Linked DNA regions of Mus musculus: all the other regions are linked to region 2. A link is a contact called in public HiChIP or PLAC-seq and promoter capture Hi-C data. All regions are on one chromosome and are shown on one strand. Each heading gives the region's core, a stretch centred on a gene start, on an enhancer-like site or on the middle of the called end of the contact. The rest is flanking DNA. Distances are from core to core; before and after follow the strand shown. Region 1 has its middle 21 kb from the start of 4930429P21Rik. Region 2 holds the start of Rassf1 (Ras association (RalGDS/AF-6) domain family member 1). Region 3 overlaps Gm34605 (a long non-coding RNA gene).

Region 1 (3,429 bases), core at 340-2,839, 180 kb after region 2:
TCTGGGATTGCCAGGAGTGAAGTCAGGGTTGGTCATTGCCCCTAGTTGAGCCTGAGTCCTCTGAAACAAGATGGTTTTAGGGATTAAACGTGGCCTTGCCCGTGCTCAGTAAAAGAGCCTTTCTAAGCTGAGTAACTAGACTCACTCCTCCAAAGCTCAGGAAGCTGAGGCAGGAGGATTGCTTCAGGCTTGAGGCCAGCCTGGGCTACAGTATGAGATTCTGTCTTAAAGCAAACAAATAAAACCAACCAAGGAAACACTAATAAAACACCTTTCCGTTCTGCCCCTTCTTGTCTTTCTGTAGCAGCACAGACCAAACAAGGTGAGTCTAACCTCAGCTACCAATGATTACAGCCAATCCTCTTTCCTATGCTGGCCACTGGTACGTCCTGCTTCATCTCCCCAACAGTAAGGAGGCCTCATAGACGAATCCCTATTAAATCAGAAGTCACTCTCATCCTTTGGACCTCAGAGTCCCCATTGGGAAAATGACTTTAGGGTCTGGGTAAATGCTGACATTTTGGACCAACACTGGGACTGCCCATCCCAAGCCCCAGGAGCCCCCACACTCTCCAGCATCCTCTGAACAGCCCCAGAAAGACTGCCACAATCGTGGGTTCAGTCTACCCTGCCTTTCTTAGCAATGAGTTCTGAGCGCATCCCATCTCTTTTGGGGGCTAGTGGATAGTCCCTGTTTTATGAATGTGCAGAAGCCCAATGGCATGTGAGAACTCAGCATCTACTGTCCAGTAAGGCCACCGCTAGGGGAAAGGATTGAATTTGCCCGGGCACTCTAGAACATTTATGATTAGGTTGGAGCAGAGGCACAAAGCGTTTGGGCAAACTAAGAGAAAAAAATCAGAATAGGAGACCAGATATAGATCATCCAGAGGAAAGCTGAGAACAGCTACTGGGTTGGAGACAGAGGGCACGGTTACAGTCGTATTATCGCTAAGTCTCAGAGGCCTAAGGCCCCAAGAAAGCAGGGTTAAGATGGCAGGTGGATGGGATATAGCTGTGTCCCTCAAGAGAACAAAAGCAGCTCTCACTGCACCCTGTATCCAGTGGATCCCCTCACTGTCTCTTAGGAGCCCCAGATCATTTCTAGGACTGAATGCTGGGTGCCCAGTGTATGTTTGGAGGATAGACTGGGCTCAAGCTCTATCACTGTACCAGTATGCAGATGTGTCGTGACCAGTAAGGACAGATACTGGTGGTCCTAGGCCCTGGCCATCGAAAGGGAGCTGGCTATAGCTACAGGCACCGAGAGCCTTACCCGGGAGAGGTCTGGACCAACAGGGAAAAAAGAGGGGTAGCAATAATTAAAAATTAAAAGCCAACACGACAGCAGTTTAAAAATGGAAAGAACAAGTAAAAACAATTAGCAGAGATGAGCAACCAGGCAAGCGCCATACAAATGGAACCAATCACAAAGCACTAATGATACCAGGAAACCCAATTTTTACAGTGTCAGGCTTGTGTGATTGAAGTACCAAGCCTACTTCTCTGAAACAAGCTGCGTGCTTGTCTGAGGGTGGGAGGGTTTTTGTCTCCTCCCCGCAACTCAGACAAACCTGAGTGGCTAGGTCAGAGGGCAGCAGCTGGTGGGAGGGGCTTGTAGTCCTGGTGATGGTGTGAGTGGCTGGAGAAGATAGGTTGGGAAACTGAGCAAGGGCCAAAGTGGGGCAGATATATGCCCCCTCAGTGTCCCCATCAGCAACAGCAGTGGTGGCAGGGCCACAGTCACGCAGTCACACACACTTGGTTGCCGCGGAGACCAGGGGACCCTCCTGGCAGAGGGAGGCTGAGGCAGTTTGAGTAATGGCGGAGAACGCTGCCGCTGATGGGGAAAAATACATCTTCATAACAGGGTGAACCTTTTGGAAAATGGAATAAGTAAAATAATTGAGAGAAAGAAAATTGAGTTTTTATTGCTTTTTAAGTGTTTAAGTGGAGGTTTCATTTAAGGAAATTATTGTTGCTTTTATTTTTAGCCACTGGTAGGGTGGGGAGGGGTTGGCCTAGGGTGGGGCTCTTGTTTCCTGCACCTCTTCCTGGTAGCCATAGGGTACCCACATTTCATAGACGGGAGAAGAAGAACCCTAGTTGAGAATCTGAAACAGTTGGGGGCCTATGCGGATGCCATCAAGTCTTCTGGACCCTCAGCTGCAGGCTGACTGGGTCCCGTTCTAGCCCCGTTCTTACCCTTTGGTCTTTGCCTCTCCAGCCCTTGCTGCCTTATATAGGGATCCTTGCTGCCTGTCTGGGATGAACCCCATCTCACCTTGAGCTGCTCATTTGACCCTCCCCTAATTTCCTGTCTCCTCCTACCTGTTCCGCACATCTCCTTTCCTTATCCTGCATGCAGGGCAGGGAGGAGCTCAACAAACATTTGTTGAGAGACGCCCTTCCTTCACTGGGTGGTGGGGGATGGGTGATCGCCCTCAGTCTACATACCTGAGATGCTGACTGAGCGCCACAGCGCCTCCTGCCGACCTGGGTTTCTGCCTGGCTTGGCTTTGTCCTTTCTGCGCCCCAGAAATGGCTCAAGTCCCAAAGACCACACTTGGAAGATCACACACTGGACAAGCTTTGCCCTCCAGACTTCACAGTTCTTCTCTGTGCAGCGTTTGGCACCACTCAGGGCCATTTATGAACCAATTCTTGTATCGCTTTCTGTTACCTGAGGTTAGCTTCACCAGCTGTCCCTGACCACGCCCACTTTATCCACCTTTGCTCCATTCAACCCGAATCCCTTTACTCCACATCCCGTGGTCTAGGGCATCCCAGTCCCCTCCTCTGCAGCTTCTTTCCTGGACAACCTTACATTTCTGTCAGTTCTCGTGCACTCGCTTTTCCGATCCCCTCCGCTCCACCTAAGCAAGCCTACAGTGCAGTCCATGAGACTCAAGGTAAGATTCTGACCCGAGTTATTTCAGCCAAAAGTGGAATTGATTGAAACAAGTAACTGGAATCTGTATCCAGATTATCACAACCTACTCGGCCTTCACTTCTCTGATTTCTTCTTTTTATTTTCTTTAAAGATTTATCTTTATTTGTGAGTCCGTAAAATACAGATTTCTGATTGCCCTGGAACTGCGGTTACAGAACTGCCTGGTATAGGTCCTACATGGTCTTTTAACTACTTTGTTTATTTGTTTGTTTAAGGCTTTGTTTTTGTTTGCTCAACACAGGCTTTTGCTGTGTAGCTCAAGCTATCTCAAACTCGTGAACCCCCTGTCTCAGCTTTTCTAGTGCCGAGATCACAGGCATGCCCTATTACTTTCTGTTAGCCTCTCTGCTAATACTACAGTGTAAACTCCATGGCCACCCTAGCCTGTGGCCTCACACCCATCCCTGGGTCCTGATGCATACACGTTGTTTTCTCAGGGGCACCCTGGTCTGTCTCCCCGAGGGGTACTTAACCTG
Region 2 (3,380 bases), core at 310-2,809:
GGGTACTGTCCCAGCTCTGACTACACTCACCTGATCCAGATCCCAGGCAGCACTGATCGGCCTCTTCAGACCAAATCCTATGTGCAGTGCCTTCACATTAATGTCTAATGAAGATTTCTAATGAATATGGCCAAAATGTCATTTTTTTCCCCACTTCACTCCACCCCAGGGTTCCTATCTCAACAAGTTATCACTGTAAGCCCAATCTGAAGCAAACCCTCCATTTGCCTTTGGTTTCTTCCTTATCTCCCAAACTGTCTTGCTTCCTAGACAAGAACCCCAGAGCAGCTTTCTTTCTCCTTGTGAATGCTGAGATGCCGCAGCTCTTGCTCTCATGTGGCATTCTGTCACAAACTGCTACACTAGCTGAGTTTGTGACATACTTGTATAGTGAATGAGATGATCTGGAGGCACACACAGGCCTACAGTGCCATTTTTAAGTTCCTATATGGCCCAAAGCACCGATTCTCAACTCAAAACTATACATCAGAACTTGGGAGGCAGGGGCAGGTGGGTTGCTTGTCACAGCCTGGTCTGCATAGAGAGTTCTAGGCAAGCCAGGGCTGCAGAGTGAAACCCTGTCTTAAAACACAACAAAACAACCAAAAAACCAAACCAAAACAGAAAAACCAGGATGCCTAAGGTCCACTTTCAACAACGGAGTCAACAAGTCTGAGAGGAGAAGTAGGCGCGAGGAGACTGGAAGGTATATATTGTCCTGCGTGGTTCTGTTTGCTGGTAATTCCTAGGTCAGAAGGACCACTCATTGTGTGTGTGGCTGGACTCCATGTTTTAGCCTCTGCATCCTTGACTCAAAACAACCTTGACTGAAGTTTCAATAGAATTCCTACTAACAAGGAGCCTAACTAAGGTTCTAACTTTTTCTGGCCCCCTATTAATGTGGGAGACGTCACCCAGGAATCTAGAGGGGGAACACAGTGAGCCAATCGTTGGGAAGAGGCGGGCCTCGGAATGTAGGCTCAGAGCTCAGCAGGCACAAAGGCTTTTCAAGAAAGGGCACAAGCACTTTAAAGACAAACTTGAAGCACCTTCTTATTCACAGACAACTAACTCTGCCCAACTGTGCACGGACAGAGCGTGACAAGTGATAAACCATTTTCTCAAGCACTCTCCCTGATGGAGCAAGGCCAGGAGATCTGGTCTGCAGGATCATCACAACTGACCAGCCCTCCACTGCCGCTTGACCCGCAACTATGGTGCTGCCTCCCTTTCCGTAGTCGCTGGCTGTGTGGGGCCGCTTACTCACGCGCGCACTGTAGGCCCTTGCGCACGACGCCCCAGATGAAGTCTCCACAGAGGTCGCACCACGTGTGCGTGGTGGGCCCTGCAGGCTGGAAACGGTGGCCACGACCCGGGACGTGCTGCTGTGACGGATTGCGTGTTGTACCCGGGGCGATGCGCAGAGCGTTGGCACGCTCCAGCCGGGTACGGCCTGGACCGATGCGCCCGGACGGTGCCAGCTCGCGTAGTTCAATGAGTTCTGGCTCCGCCGACATGGCCCGGTCAGGCCGGTGCTGTAGCGGACTAGCAGCTAGTGAGTACCGAGCGGGCGAGGCCGCAGGGCGGGCCGCGACTTCGGCACCGCCCCCAGGATCCAGGCAGGGCGGCGGGAAAGAGCCGAGGAGGACGCGCTGGAACCCTAGGCGAGCCGACCGTGTGGACTTGTGGGCGGGGCACGGCACAGGGGTGGGCCCTTTCAAAGAGCCCCTTCCCAATCTTTCCGTCCAGTCTTCTCCCCCGACCCCAAGGATGACTGTACAGCGCCACACTGTTGCGTTTCATGAGTCTGCTTTATTGTGCGAAAGGAAGAGGGTCTCCACATCCGGCCCTTGCTTACACCCCCCAACCCTGTCTGCCAGTTTGCTGATGCTGTGGCCTGGTCCTCTGCGTATTCGCTGGGTGGGGCAGGAAGTGAAGAGTGTGGTGGTTTGCAGCTCTACTTGACTCAGCTGTGCTCACCAGGGAAATTGAGGTCTGACAGGGGCGAGCCACGAGTCCCTGAAGCTCAGTCACAGTCTGGGTGCGCTCTTCTGTCGGCCCTCGGCAGCTACGGCCTTCACTTGGCTCTGTCACCTTGGGCTGCTAGAACACATGTCTTTCCGTGCTTCTCCCAGTGCTTGACTTGACACTCCCTGCAGCGGGGTGGGTTGCATGACAATGACAGGGCTTGTAGGAGAACCCAGGGTTGGAGCTTAGGGGGGCAACTAAGGTCCCAGGATCGCCTCACCTGCAGCAATACCACACATTCTGGCATCTGGAGCAGCGCTTGGAGGCCTCTGCGTTGCAGTAGCCGCAGCGGGGCCTCTCCGGAGCTACTGCCTCTAGGACATCCAGCCTGTAGGTTTCAGCCCACCTGGGGGAGGAGTCGAGAAGAGCTGAATGGACGGACCGGGCAGGTAGGTGCACAGAAGCACTAGGTGACCTTCCCTCCTTGGTCCTATGCACGTGACTTCAGCCACTCAGTGGACTTTACCTCTGTGCTTGTTGACGAAGATCCTTCTCCGAGAGGCTGAATACGTGCTGAAGCTGGTGCTTGGCGATAGCCTGCCATTTCCCTTTGTTCTCTCTCTCCAGGCGATCCCAGATTTCTGGGATCTAAAAAAGTGTAATGGAGACAGGGAGGAAGGAGCCGGAAAAGTGGACCACCGTCCCAAGCACTCCCAAGCATGTTCTAGGGCCTTACCTGTTCTAACACTAGGTCCTTCTTAGGGGGCTGGGTTTCAGCCAGGGACAGGTGGGCCAGGAAACCCTTCAGATCGGCAAGATTGGGCAACTGGTCGAGTAGTGTGTCAGTGAGGAAGGCCTGAAGCTGCAAGAGATCCAGGGAAGGCCATTGAGAAACTAACTGTTCCTAGCCAGAGGGCCAAGAGACAGGAAGTCCTGAAATTGGGCTGAGCGTCCTTGGAGGGTTTGCATCTTACCAGCTCCCCTGTCGATGCCTGAAGCCCAAGTTGTGGAAAGGGGACAGGGACAGGCCAGGATGCCCTGGGGGGTGGGTCTGGGCAGGGGGGCAGTGGGGCTGGGCGGGGTCATTGAGTTCTCCACCTTAAGCAGCTGTCCCTTGGCAAAGCTTGTAAGGCAGTAACGGGCTCGGGCCTCAGGGCTGAGCAGTAGATTGTACAGGGCGATCCATACTTGCCCATCCAGTTTATTCAGCTTTTGCTGCTCTGAGGGGGCCACCGTCTGCCATCGGCCACTCTCAAAATGCTGCAGCTTGCCTGGGGGAGGAGAAGGAGCCCACCGGATGCCGGTGGGTGTTGTGTTATCTTTGAGAGTGTGTGGTCCGGAGGACTGTCCACCACTGCCTGGCAAGGTTAGAAAGCCTGGGCCACCAGACGTCAGAACAAGGTGGAGTCTTC
Region 3 (3,301 bases), core at 381-2,880, 180 kb before region 2:
TGCTGGAGAGATGGCTCAGTAGATGATTGGGAATGCGTGCGGCTCCTGTACAGCACCTACTTTGGGCTGTTGACAACTACCTCTAACTCTAGCTCCAGGGGATCTGACCCCTCTGATCTCCGTGGGCATCTTCACTCACCCACACAGACTCATACACATACACATAATTAAAAATCTTTTTATAACATTGTCACCTGGCAAGGTGCCATGCACCTTTAATCCCAGCATTTGGGAAGCAGAGGTCGGTGGATTTCTCTAAGTTACAGATCAGCCTGGTCTAGATAGTGAGATCCAGGCCAGCCAAGGTTACAGAATGAGCCCCTTTCTCTAAAAAGATAGAAGAAAAAGGTAGTGCCACAGCCACAGCACCTAGCTCTGGGGCTGTGGAGCAAGGACCAGGATGGCCCTGTATACTGTGGCTGCTCCAGTCTCCGAGCAATCCTTTCCTACCCAGGTAAAGAAGTTCTTGGGTCGATAAAATGCATTTCTGCCTCGTGTATATGCATAATTATTGACTCAGACGTCGTTCACATCAGACCTGAAGCTTGTAGCTCCACCTTCCATGGGGAGTTACTAGAGCTCTCAAATGGGAGCTAGGGAGGCCCACGGGCCTTTCTTTACCCTTTGTCTAAGTGGAGGTGACTGCTGGGGAAGCTGAAGCCTGATTCCAACCTGGGTACCTTGTCAAACCTCAAGATCGGAGGCCATCAACTCAGGTTCAGGGTTACCTGCTGGGTAGGATGGTGACAGGATTGGCAAGCTGAAAGCTAGAGTCTCAGACCCTCTGAAGAGCTGACAGGCCCTCATGTCCACAGCCCGTGGAAACTGACAGGCCTCGGTACCATACTCTACAATTCTGGAGTGATCTGGGCCTTTAGATGTACCCTCAATGCCCCAGGGAGAGAGAGAAGAAAGACAAAGAGCAAGACCTAGAGGATGCTGGGAAGAGAAGCTGGAGAGATCTGCAGCTGCTGCAAGGGGGTGGGAGGCTGAGATTAACTCTTGTGCAGCCAGACTCGATCTAATCAGGTTGCGGTGACCTGGAGCAGCCATGGAACTTGGTGAAGACCAGGAAAGTTGTTCAGCTCTTCCCTTGGTGGCAAGAGTGGCAGATATTCATCTGCGATCTATCCCTTGTCCTGGGACCAGCCCGACAGGTGCAGAGATTTCTTACCTGAAGAAGGCAGCCTGGATGGAAAAGGGAAATCCTTGATCAAGATATAGTCTAAACCTGGCTGAGACCTGGAAGGAAGGGTAACTAGCTAACAGGCTGTGTGTCTTGCCCTCCCTCATCTATATACCCATATATGGGAGGTAGAACCCAGACGTCCTGCACAAAGACCCACCTTTGAAATCCCCTCCCTCTCTCCTCCACTCCATAGATCCTCTGGGACCATCAGTGTGACTGGAGTGGGGACACTGGAGACAGGGCGTTTGGGACCCCAGATTGGATGCCCAAGGACAGTTGGCATGAGGGGACCAGGGCAGAAAGGCTTTGGCTAGGAGCCTGCAACATGCCCTGCTTGGCTTCCTTCCTTTAATCTGAATGCTTGATCTGGCACAGCCCACAACCTGGCCCCAGCGGAGCTGTTTTACTGCCTTCCGTGGCCCGGACAGGGATGTCTGCTTCTTTAGCGGGGGTAGGGGAAGAGTCTAAGATTTCAATTTCTCCCAGGTGTGGCTCAGTCTGGAGGATGCCTTAGGGAGGCTGGCGGAGCCACCCCACCCCCGCCCCCCCACATTCACGGTTGGTGTGTTAGCGTACCCGAGAAGCTCAGAGGGGTGGGGGCAGGAAATGGGGAGGAGAGAAGGAGGGAGGGAGGGAGGACTCCCTGGGAGGAGGTAGTGGCCCTTTGAAGGACAGTGTCAGGAGGTGGAGATGATAGGGGACAGGAGCAAAAAGATGAGGAAGGAAAGACAGGGTTGGGGAGCTGGTGAACCATGGCTGAGGGCTTGGTGAGCAGGAGCTGAGGAAGAGGGGAGAGTTAAAGGACAGGGGCTCAGAAAAGAACTGACTTCCAAGAGGGACAATAGGCTGAGACGCCTCCTCCCCTCCCACACCTGTCAGGCAGCTGGGGGAGGAGGGCTGACCCACTTAGCTGCCTCTCCCCGTAGGCTTCCACTAATGAGCGCTCTGGGCTTTGGGAGGGAGCCTTCCCCCCCAGGCTGTGCCTGAGGCTGTCCCTTCCCCCTGTCCCCTCATTATTTACCGGGGTGTTCATTGGCTCTGGCTGTCCTCCTTATCTTTAGGAGTGTTTGAGAAGAAAACACTGGGCCCCAAAATATGCCCCCTCTACCCATAGTCCCCCTCTTCCCCAGGCCGGGGAGGGAGTCTTTGTCTCCCCGCTCGGTTCTGTGCTGCGGAGAGCTTTGATTCCACCTGTGGGTCTCACCAGCATGCCAATGAGGAGAGGCAGCGGCAGGGTGCCGGTGGCTCGCAGGAGAGCTAGGCTGAGGATCTGACAAGACCCCCTCCCCCAGGTGGCCAGTCTGCGTGGTTCACCTAGGTCTGCAGCGCCCGTGACTAAAGAGAAAAGAAGCTCATGTGGGCAAAAGGGGGAGCCCAGATCTGGAGGGTGGAGAAAGGCAGCAGCTTAGGGGGACATTTTTGGAAGATGGGAGCAGGGTGCTGAGAAGGGGGAAAGGCCTGGGGCGCTCTGGGAGGCGGGTGTGGGGTGGGAGAGATGGTGGGAAAAGGTAAGAGGCTTGCACCAGGCGCTATTCCCTCCACAGCAAAGGCAATAAGCTCTGCAGACACTGGGATCTAGAAAAAACATTGCTCTGGAGAGCACTGTGGCTGGTAGTCTATGGTGCAGAAGTACCACTCTCAGGACATTTGGGCAGTGCGGGGGCCCAGGACTGTGTGGGGAATGAGGTTACCCCGGGAGGATGGTGATGATAAGAGCCAACTGTGTGTGAGGAACACAAGATGGGAAGACAGTCTAAGAAGACTACCATGCCTCAAGTAGCCTTGTTTCTTTGGCCTCCTTCCCCGTTTTTCCGGGGGGCGGGGGGACACACACACACACAAGGTCTGCTTGCTGGATTATACCCAAGCTCTCCTTTCCTCTGTCCCGCTGTCCATCTGTCCTCTTCCCCCAGAGGCTCCAGGGCCGCACTCTCCCCTCCCAGCACCCTCATTAGGAAAGGGCTTTGAGATCCTTCTACAGCATCTGCCCCCCTGCTCCCCACCCCTCTCCTAGCCAGCTGCAGGCTCTAGGCCCTGGAGCCTGATAAATATTTATGCAGAGATAAGCAGAATCTGCCAGGTCCTGGCCCGAACCTTTGTCCTGAAAGCAGG

What was found. Promoter capture Hi-C pulls out the DNA fragments that hold promoters and counts their contacts. HiChIP or PLAC-seq counts read pairs in DNA pulled down with a chosen protein or histone mark.
Region 1: a contact with region 2 is called in an H3K4me3 HiChIP or PLAC-seq map of embryonic stem cells, with 21 read pairs. The contact joins the enhancer-like site here to the promoter of Rassf1 in region 2. A contact is called at or near these places in 19 of 39 promoter capture datasets (3T3-L1-derived adipocytes, the HPC-7 cell line, HPC-7-derived erythroid cells and 12 more), 3 of 484 Hi-C or Micro-C datasets (the N1E-115 cell line, cortical neurons and muscle stem cells), 17 of 115 datasets of contacts at active chromatin or transcription factors (the 230-238 cell line, the HPC-7 cell line, bone marrow-derived macrophages and 11 more) and 4 of 9 other capture datasets (adipose tissue, embryonic stem cells, liver and 1 more).
Region 3: a contact with region 2 is called in a promoter capture Hi-C map of cranial neural crest. The contact joins the enhancer-like site here to the promoter of Rassf1 in region 2. A contact is called at or near these places in 4 of 39 promoter capture datasets (3T3-L1-derived adipocytes, the HPC-7 cell line, cranial neural crest and 1 more), 1 of 484 Hi-C or Micro-C datasets (rod photoreceptor), 8 of 115 datasets of contacts at active chromatin or transcription factors (the SCID.adh cell line, bone marrow-derived macrophages, embryonic limb bud and 3 more) and 4 of 9 other capture datasets (adipose tissue, embryonic stem cells, liver and 1 more).

What each region holds. Positions count from the first base shown.
Region 1 is chr9:107,373,836-107,377,264 of GRCm38.p6, reverse strand. No RefSeq gene overlaps it. Among named protein-coding and RNA genes, the nearest start is that of 4930429P21Rik, 21 kb to the right of the region's middle. Within about 2 kb of position 1,589, at least 15 of the 459 cell types and tissues checked have an H3K27ac peak or open chromatin away from gene starts, as enhancers often do. A contact at or near this core is called in embryonic stem cells, fetal liver and trophoblast stem cells, where this site is marked.
Region 2 is chr9:107,549,734-107,553,113 of GRCm38.p6, reverse strand. It overlaps Rassf1 (Ras association (RalGDS/AF-6) domain family member 1), which reads right to left and starts at 1,559. Exons shown (of 6, transcript NM_001243748.1): 1 at 1,268-1,559. The coding sequence starts at 1,517. Zmynd10 (zinc finger, MYND domain containing 10) reads right to left here. Exons shown (of 12, transcript NM_053253.4): 8 at 3,067-3,239; 9 at 2,705-2,830; 10 at 2,495-2,616; 11 at 2,249-2,374; 12 at 1,793-2,153. The coding sequence ends at 2,078. It overlaps Gm34106 (predicted gene, 34106), which reads left to right and starts at 2,277. Exons shown (of 2, transcript NR_168657.1): 1 at 2,277-2,417.
Region 3 is chr9:107,734,615-107,737,915 of GRCm38.p6, reverse strand. It overlaps Gm34605 (a long non-coding RNA gene), which reads right to left. Exons shown (of 3, transcript XR_001779306.1): 3 at 983-1,188. Among named protein-coding and RNA genes, the nearest start is that of Gm34605, 6.3 kb to the right of the region's middle. Within about 2 kb of position 1,630, at least 78 of the 459 cell types and tissues checked have an H3K27ac peak or open chromatin away from gene starts, as enhancers often do. A contact at or near this core is called in the HPC-7 cell line, the SCID.adh cell line, embryonic limb bud and 1 more, where this site is marked.